Linked DNA regions of Mus musculus: regions 1 and 3 are each linked to region 2. Evidence: chromatin contacts called from public promoter capture Hi-C and targeted proximity ligation data. All regions are on one chromosome and are shown on one strand. The core of a region is the stretch at or near the end of the contact, and the rest is flanking DNA. Distances in the headings are between cores, read along the strand shown.

What was found. Promoter capture Hi-C pulls out the DNA fragments that hold promoters and counts their contacts.
Region 1: a contact with region 2 is called in a promoter capture Hi-C map of 3T3-L1-derived adipocytes, with 3 times the contacts expected there. A contact is called at or near these places in 8 of 39 promoter capture datasets (3T3-L1-derived adipocytes, the C10 cell line, the HPC-7 cell line and 5 more), 11 of 130 datasets of targeted methods (T-cell acute lymphoblastic leukemia, astrocytes, bone marrow-derived macrophages and 7 more) and 4 of 9 other capture datasets (adipose tissue, embryonic stem cells, liver and 1 more).
Region 3: a contact with region 2 is called in a targeted proximity ligation map of pancreatic cancer cells. A contact is called at or near these places in 1 of 484 Hi-C or Micro-C datasets (B cells), 5 of 130 datasets of targeted methods (the NIH/3T3 cell line, effector CD8 T cells, embryonic stem cells and 2 more) and 2 of 9 other capture datasets (adipose tissue and liver).

The regions. Positions count from the first base shown.
Region 1 is chr19:9,104,842-9,107,707 of GRCm38.p6, reverse strand. No RefSeq gene overlaps it. Among named protein-coding and RNA genes, the nearest start is that of Gm41805, 6.5 kb to the right of the region's middle.
Region 2 is chr19:8,796,902-8,799,965 of GRCm38.p6, reverse strand. Polr2g (polymerase (RNA) II (DNA directed) polypeptide G) reads left to right here and starts at 1,409. Exons shown (of 8, transcript NM_026329.2): 1 at 1,409-1,507; 2 at 1,633-1,742; 3 at 2,571-2,730. The coding sequence starts at 1,496.
Region 3 is chr19:9,065,136-9,068,256 of GRCm38.p6, reverse strand. It overlaps a transcript of Ahnak not described here. Among named protein-coding and RNA genes, the nearest start is that of Scgb1a1, 21 kb to the left of the region's middle.

The DNA.
Region 1 (2,866 bases), core at 183-2,682, 310 kb before region 2:
AATAGACATGCCAGCTCCTGAGCATTTCTGGACCGTGACCTAAACCTGAGCAACACTGGGCCATGACATGGGCCCTAGGCAGAAGACTGGACAGGGAACTATGGGCTGTGCCAAAGCACAGGCCCCACCCAGAGTTTGGCTAGGGTGAGAAGAGCAGGTGAGACTAGGTTCACCCTGTGCTGCTCACAGGAAAGGGCTTGCCCACCCCCTTCCTGCCCAGGTCACTTCCCCTCCTACAAAGGGTCTGTTTGTTGTTCTTCCTAACTCCTCTTACCTCCAACCTTTCCCAGGGCCCCCCTCTTCCCAACACAATAGCCAGGCCACCCCAGTGTATCAAAGTCAAAGGGCATTTTCAGAAGTGTTTACAAACCAGTGCAGCTGTACACCTCTCACTGCAAACCCAAGAGTATTTACCTTGGGCTAAGGATCTGTGGTTCTGCTGACCTTCCAGTACAGCCTAGCACTCCCTGCCCCATGCAGATCCCCAGGGACTGGAACTTCTGAACCCCCGGCCTTCCAGTCAGAAACCAAGTATTTAATCTTAAAAGCAAGAAAGAAGAGGGCCAAGTTTTCCTTCCTCCGGGCTTGTCCAGGCCCCTCCTCTGCACCCACTGAGTGAGGTGTGGGCCCCACATACCTTTGGGCTGACTTCATCCTGATCCAGCCTGTCTGTCCTGAGCCTCCCCAGTCCTGGCCATTTCATCTTTATCTCTAACATAGATCATGCAGATATCACACCACAGATGCCTCATGACTAAAACGTGTGCTACTTTCCCAAGCCCTTTCCCACCCTGTCCCTGTGGTAGTACAAATTCCAACATATTTGCTGTCTGCTCTCAACATATTTGTTGTTCTACCCAGAAAGGGTCGGGACCTTGGGTGGGGCACTGTCACTTGGGTAAAGCCACCTCTTCCTGCCCCCATCTCTGCCTCCAGGTTCCCAACAGAGTTGGAACTTGAAAATGTGCTGCAGAAACTGGCTGCTTGGCCTGTGGGGGCAGTTCCTCTGCTTTCAAACTTGCAGAGGAATAGACCCATGTCCTGACCAACTTTTCAGTGGACCCCTGGCAAGGGCTTCACTGTGTTTGACAAAAGTGATGTCAGCCCTGGTTCCTATCTATAACCACCATGGCTATTGCTCTACCACCTCCCCACATGGCCAGCCCCAGCCCCAGCCCCAGCCTCCACAGGGACGTCCATGCCAGGGAAGGGGCCAGTGCAAAACAACCCAGCCGCTCTAACACTCAGCAGACATCCTGCGCCTCACCAGGGCAATTCTCAGAACACTGTGCAGTCAGCCTCAGGAGAGCTGCCTAGCTCAGAGGCCTGGCACACACGGGACCAGACCTTCAGACCCTTTAGTGCTGTTAGGGCTCTGAGGCTGCACCACACACAAGCCAGCTTCTGAGTCCACCTCTGTTTCAAGGCTTCCTGGGAGTCACATGGGAGGCAGCTGTGTCCAAGCCTCAGAGAAGCAGCCTGAGGAATGAGGAAACCCCACCTTCTTTCTTGGAATCTGTGCTTCTCAGCCGGTCTGTCACTAGACCTCCCAGGATCCTCACTCTGAAAGACCGAAGACTGGTAGTACCCTCTCCAGTGCTGTAATGGCCAATTACTTACTGCATGGGAAATCCCTAGATACCACGCAGCATGTGTTAGTCATTATTATATATTATCATCCCAAACCACACCAACCAGACCACCCTTTGTTTTCCAATCCCCTTCCATGCTTCAAGGTTATCAGCCTGCATCTTTACCATGGGCCGCTGGCTGTGTAGTGTGGTCCAGAACTCAGAAGGCTGAGGCAGGGAGGCTCAGGCCATCCTCAAGTACAGAGTAAGAATCGCGTCTATATAGACAAACAAATAACTAAATAAGCCACTGCTCTGTGGCCTCAGAAGTTAACATGGACTATTTTGACCCTTCCCTTAAGCTGGCAGGGACTCTGCTGTTCCCTGCATGGGTGTCCACACAAAGGAGAATATCGGATTCATATTCTATGGTTTAGGGAACATTTTCACTTCTGGTTCTACAATATGGAGTAGACAGGGCATTAACCATCACTCTTTAGTTCTAAATGAGCCCTACCAGGCAGAGCACAGTTGAAGTCAGGGATAGAGACCTAGCATCTAACACACAGGATAACTGCACAGTGGAGACTTGCACCCCAGCTCTGCCTGATTCTAATCCCCATTTGTTTAAATTTTTTCCCCTCAGCAACAAGCTTGGTCACAATCACTTAAGTGTATCCTCCTTCAAAAAAGAAGTTCAGATGTCAGAAGAATTAGAGACAGTCACACAATGAAAAGCAGATGTCCTGCCCCTTGTCCCTGGAGCAGCTCCCAGGAAAGGGAGGAAAACTGGCTGATGGGTGGCCCCTGCAGCCACCCCACCCATGAGCTCAGCTCCTGGCACGTAGTTCTTCTTCATGAAGAAGTGGGCCTCCTGGGCCCAGAAGAGACAGACACACGAAGAGCTGGGGCCAGACCACAAGGCTGCTCACTCTGGGGGTCAGAATAAGGAGTGTCCAAGGCCGGCCAGCCATATTTTCACTAACTCTATCCTTAACTACCCTGGAAGGCAGATGCTATGCCTGTTTTTCACATGAGAAGTCTTTCTTTGGTTCTTTTCTGAGGTAGGGCCTCACTGGGTAGCCCTGGCTTACATGGAACTCACTATTATGTAGACCAGGGTGGCCTCCAATTCACAATGGTCTCTCTGCCCCGTCCCTGCCCCTGCCTCGGCTGCTACCTCCCAAGGGCTAGGATTACAGGTACACACCACCACACCCAGCTATGTGGCTTTCCAAACTAACAATCAGGAATACAAGAATATGAACATGGCCTGTCGGACTCCACAGTCGGGC
Region 2 (3,064 bases), core at 160-2,659:
CTTCCAACACAACTGACAAACCTTAAGCTTCCACTTTACCCAGGACTTCAAAAGAAAAGGCAAGAGAATTGTTAAAAGTTCAAGGCAAGCTTCCTCTACAAAACAAATTCCAGGCCGTCCATGGCTACATAATAAAACCCTGTCCCTCAAATAGAAAAGAAAGTAAGCCTAGTGCATGCCTGCAGACATAATCTTTTTGTTTGTTTGCTGTCTTTTTGGGGTTTTTTTGTTTTGTTTTGTTTTTTAAGACAGCCTTGTTTATGTGCCCCTGGCTGTCCTGGAACTCACTCTGTAGACCAGGCTGGCCTCAAACTCAGAAATTCACTTGTCTCTGCCTTCCAAGTGCTGGGATTAAAGGCGTGCGCCATCATGCCCAGCTAAGTGATTTCTTTTTAATTATGTGTACTTAATAATGTATGCTACCTATGTGTGAGTATGAGCCTATGAGTACTGGTACCTTCTGAGGCTACGAGAAGATTTCAGGTCCCCTTAGAGCTGGAGTTGTGAAATGCTAGTGTTAGTAACTGAACTCAGGTCCTCTTTGAGAGCTTTATTTTTATTTACATGTAAAAAAAAAAAAAACCGTTATTCTTATTTTATATGTGTGAGTGTTCTGGCTACAGCTATGTCTGTTCACCACAAGGGTGCTGTGTTCATGGAGGCCAGAGGGCACTGGATCCCCTGGGATTGAAGTATAGATAGAGAGTTGAGTCAGCATGCTTGTGCTGGGAATCAAACCTGGATCCTTTGGAAGAACAATCATATCCCCAGCTGCCTAGCCTTTCTTTTTATTTTACAAGCATGGGTGTTCTGCCTGTATGTGTGTTTGGGTACCACTCACATGCAGTGCTGAAGGAAGCCAGAAGAGGATGTCAGCTCTCCCTGAGCTGGAGTTACAAAGAAGAGTGTGAGCTACCCTGTGGGTGCTGGGAATTAAATCCTGGACCTCTGCAAGAGGAGCAAGTGCTCTTAAGGACTGAGCTATTTCTTCAGCCCCCAAATTAAATAATAATAATTTTTTGGTTTTTTTTAAATATGTGTAAATGTTTTACAGGGTTGTATACACAGCCCAGGTTACCCTGGAACTCACTTTGTAGCTGTGGCTTAGCCTTAAGTTTAGAGATCTGTTTGCCACGGCTGGGTTTAAGGGCATGTGGTAAAAGTCAGACCTAAAATAACTCACATTTTTTGGTTGGTTTTGGTTTTGGTTTTGGTTTTGGTTTTGGTTTTGGTTTTAGTTTTGGCTTTGGTTCTTCGAGGCCGGGTTTTTCTCTGTAATCCCGGCTGTCCTAGAATTTGCTTTAAGTAGGAGGGGAGTATGAACGGTGGTGGGCAGGCCTGAGGGGCGGGGCTTCATGTATCCCCGCCCATGACGTTAAGACTCAATCAGCGCTGCGGAAGCGACCGCAGAGAAGTGGTGGGACTTCTGCAAGTGCTTCCGGAGAGGTCTCTGCGTGGGAAGTTCTGGGCGCTGCGGGCCAAGCTTCTGCAGAAGATGTTTTATCACGTGAGCTGGATGCGGGGTAACTGTGAGGGGCAGTCACAGGAGGATCCTGGAGGCCCGGAAGGGCCGACAGGTCGCCTCCTGTCCTCAATGTGGCTGGCTGAGTCTCCATCTTCCTTTCTCTGCAGATTTCCCTGGAGCACGAGATCCTCCTGCACCCACGATACTTCGGTCCAAACTTGCTCAACACGGTGAAGCAGAAGCTGTTTACCGAGGTGGAGGGGACCTGCACTGGGAAGTGAGTTTCTGCTTCACAGAGAGGTCTGCTGAATGCACGCACAATGGCGCTAGTCTCTAACCTCTTCTTAACTCCTTCTGTCAGGGCTTGTCGCTTACTCTGAGGAACCCTTTCACCCCTCCAGGCACCTGAAGCAGCCAGTTTTTGCCTGTTTTAGACACTCTGAAAAGCTACTAAAGAAAATTTTCTTCCCTTATGTGAGATAAGACCGTTATTATGCAAATGTTTTTGAGTTTTGAGATGGCCTCACTATGTGGACCAAGCTGGGCTCTAATTCAGAGATCTGCCTGCCACTGAGTGCTGACATTAAAGGCTTTCATCACAATTCTCTGACTCGTTTGTGGTTTTTGAAAGACCTGTCTCAGCTTTGACCCTGGCAAGTCCTCCTGCCTTAGCCTACATGGTACTGAGAGAATAGGTGTATGTCAGCATATCTAGGCCTTCTTGGGCATTTACTGTACCATCATGAGAGCATCATTTAATATTTCATGTGCTAAGCTGGTCGGGGGTGGCGCATGCCTTTAATTCCAGCACTTGGGAGGCAGAGGCAGGTGGATTTCTGAGTTCAAGGCCAGCCTGGTCTAAAGAGTGAGTTCCAGGACAGCCAGCGCTACACAGAGAAACTCTGTCTCGAAAAAACATATATATGTGTGTGTGTGTGTGTGTGTGTGTGTATATATATATATATATATTTAGGTGCTAATCTGTGTCCTGTCTCTTCTTGATCAATGAACCATCTGAACAGAGGTTCTTTCACACAGAGACTCTTATTGCTGGTGGCTTTTCAGAGGCTCTTCACATAGCTGTCTTCTTTCATTTTTCATGCAGATATGGCTTTGTAATTGCTGTCACCACCATCGACAATATTGGTGCTGGTGTGATCCAGCCAGGCCGAGGTTTTGTTCTTTATCCAGTGAAATACAAAGCTATTGTTTTCCGGCCCTTTAAAGGTGAAGTGGTGGATGCTGTGGTCACTCAGGTCAACAAGGTAAGAGTATTATTCATAGAAAGGTTATGGGGTATTTCCTAAGGTGAGGGTTCAGTCCCTAGTCCACTTACTAGTTGCCTTAAGTCTTTTGTTGTTGTTAAGATTCATTTTATCTTAGTTTTTTGGTTTTTCTTTTCTGGTTTTAGGGTTTTCTTTTTTCTTTTCTTTTCTTTTCTTTTCTTTTTTTTTTTTTTTTTTTTTTTTTTTTGAGACAGGGTTTCTCTGTGTAGCCCTGGCTCTCCTGGAACTCACTCTGTAGACCAGGCTGGCCTCGAACTCAGAAATCCACCTGCCTCTGCCTCTCAAGTTAAAGGCATGTGCCACCACTACCCAG
Region 3 (3,121 bases), core at 612-3,111, 270 kb before region 2:
CGTAAATCAGCCATAGTGGCTCACATCCATAATAGTAGCATAGGAGGTGGAGGCAAAAAGATCAGAAGTTCAGGATCATCATCAGCTACAAATCAAGTATATTCCAGGCCAGCCTGGGGTAGGTGAGACCGAACGTGAGGTCAGGACACAGGCTGAATGAAAAGAAACAGTTGGTTAAGACCGTGTAAAATGCATCTGCCTTTTCTCAGAAAAGTGCCCCATCTCAGTGACAATCATCTGATTGTCCCTGTGGATCCTTCAAAGCATGGAGATCTACTATCCTACCTTGGTTCAAAACTTTTACCCTCAGGCTGAGGAGATAGCTTAGTGGAGGTAAAGTGCTTGCCATGCAAATGAGAATAGCTAAATTCAGTCCCCAGGACCCGTGCAATCCCAGCACCAGCAAGGCAGAAACATGCAGGTCACTAGGGCTCAGCAGCCAGCCATGTAAATGGGGTTGTGGAACCTGCTTGGGTGGTAAGTAGTGATCTAGCAGGGAAGACTTAACTGGGATTTAAAGATTGGAAAGACGTGGGCCAAGCAAAGCCAAGAAAGAGCATCCTGACAGACAGTGAGAACCCTGGTAGAGCATGGGAGGAAAGACTAGCTACATCTAGGGGAGTACAAGGGTGCCAAGATAAAGAAAATGACTTACATAGGGGCTATTGAGGAAGCTGAGATCTGAGATAGAACTTTAGACAGCACAGAAAGTGAGTAGTCATGCCGAAAGTGCCAGGCAGCTGGAAGTCAAGGTGGAGAGGCAGATTTGTAGCCCTGGAGACCCCTGTGGTTGAAATGCAGAACCTGCATGAGAGGCAGAGAAACTGTGAAGAGAAGCGGAGGTGGCTGCACAGAAGCCCCATGTGGGGATTTCCAAAGTAGTAATGGTGTTGCCCTCAGGGGGCAGGAGGAGCGGGTGGGGAGATGAGGAGCACGGAGGAGCGGGTGGGGAGGTGGGAGCACCCACAGTTCATCACGGTTTTGTTTCTGCCTGGACCACAGTGGCGCTCACAGGAGGAGAAGCAGCTTCCAGAGAGGGGAAGGGAATCATTCTGGATTCCGGTTTTGACTTCTATTGTATAAATGCTGAATTTGCCTGCCAAGAAAAGAGGGTAGCAGCACACACCTGTAACTCCAGCACTCAGGAGACTAAGGCAAAAGGACTGCTGAGAGACCCAGGCCCACCTGAGCTACAAGCTGAGATTTGTTTCCAAACAAAACAAAATTCAGGCAAAAAAAACTCAGACATATAAGACCAAAACAAAAAAAAAAAATTTTTTAAGAATTTTAATTTAAAAACAGGGAAGCTAATTAACTAGAAATGACCAGCCTAGAAGTGAGATTAGACATCACACAGGTGGATATGTTCCTCTGAACAAAGGCAGAAAAGAAAACAAAGGGATGTGTTTGAGTTTTTAGGGGAGAGAAAGCTTTTTCTTCACTTCTCCTTGTGGTGTTAAATTGTCACAGCCTATCAACTCTAAATCCAAAACATTCCTAAAATCTATCTCTCTCTACTTCCATCTGTAACCCTCCCAGTGCTCATGAGTTCTCCACTAATGAATTTGAGTCAGTTGCTGCCTCTGCTCCCTTCAGCTCATCTTCCACTATGGCGTTTGTGAGATGAACACATACCCACATACCCAAATACACACACACATACCCACATACCCAAACACATACATACACGCATACACACTAAGCTGCAGCAGAAACACAGAGCGGAAAGAAAGGGATGAACTCAGAGAAACCACTGTGGAACAACACAGATTTTCCCAGGCCTGAGCTAGAGAAGCACCAGCTGCTGGGAGAGCCAGGTGTCTAGACTGGTTACCAAGGCAACCAAAGAGTGCACTAGCAGATGCAGAGAGCACACCCTCTTCTTCACCCTACAGTGACAGGAACGGCTTTATGAGCCCAGTTTACTGGTTCCAACCCATGCGATTTTACTGGTACCACCCAGCACCTGGCATACCAGGGGACACTCTAAAGTGGGAAACAGCCACAAAAGTCACAATGACTAACCCTTACTGCGTTGTTATAGTGTTCCAGGCACTGTGCCAAGTGTTTTACATGAATAAAATATCTATGAAGTTAAGATCAGACATGAAGACACCAAGGTTTAGGGAGATTGAGGAACGGTTAACAGCATTAACTTCCTGTTTGGACAGCTGGCTTGTCTCCGCCCTTCTGCTGAGTGAATGGGCTCTGTGGACTCTCCTAGCTCAGCTCTAAGGTAGGATTAAATAAGATGAGTCATGTTGAAGCATTTTAGCTAATGCCTAGCACAAAAATCATGGTTTCTATTGATCACTATAATTGCTGTTATGATTGATGGTTAGGATGTCGATCAAAACAAAAGCAAACTCATGTCTCTTTCTTACATGAAAACCACCAGTGGCTTCCTGCTCCTCACAGGAAGGTCTCACTATACCCTGCCTGCTGTAAAACACTCCAGCTGTGCTATGCCACACAGAACTTGCTAGACATGCTCTGCATGCTACTGCTGCCTCCCTGCCTAGAACATCCTCACTTTCCCAAAAGGAAGAAAGGTAGGCTGTCCAGCCTAGGGGCTGAGAAGATAAAGTGACTGCCATACAAGTATAAAGAACAGCCAGGCGTGGTGGCGCATGCCTTTAATCCCAGCATTTGGGAGGCAGAGGCAGGTGGATTTCGGATTTCTGAGTTCGAGGCCAGCCTGGTCTACAAAGTGAGTTCCAGGACAGCCAGGGCTATACAGAGAAACCCTGTCTCGAAACAAAACAAAACAAAACAAACAAACAAACAAACAAGTATAAGAAGCTAAGTCTAAAACCCCAGCACTCACATAAAAGCTGGTGGCATTGCTCATAACCCCAGCCCTTTGGTCTTACTGGCAGGCTTTACTGACCACCCCGCTCCAGAGTCTACAGAGTGAGTCCCAGGACAGCCAGAGCTACACAAAGAAACCCTGCCTCAAGAAACCAAACCAAACCAAACAAAAGTCATTGTGGATGATCAAGGAAGACACCAGACATTGACCTCTGGCCTCCTCATGAATATGGACACACACATAAATTCACAGTAAAGGCTGGGGAAGAAACTCCAAGAAAAGCAAATGTCTTAGAACCACTTTTTAGTG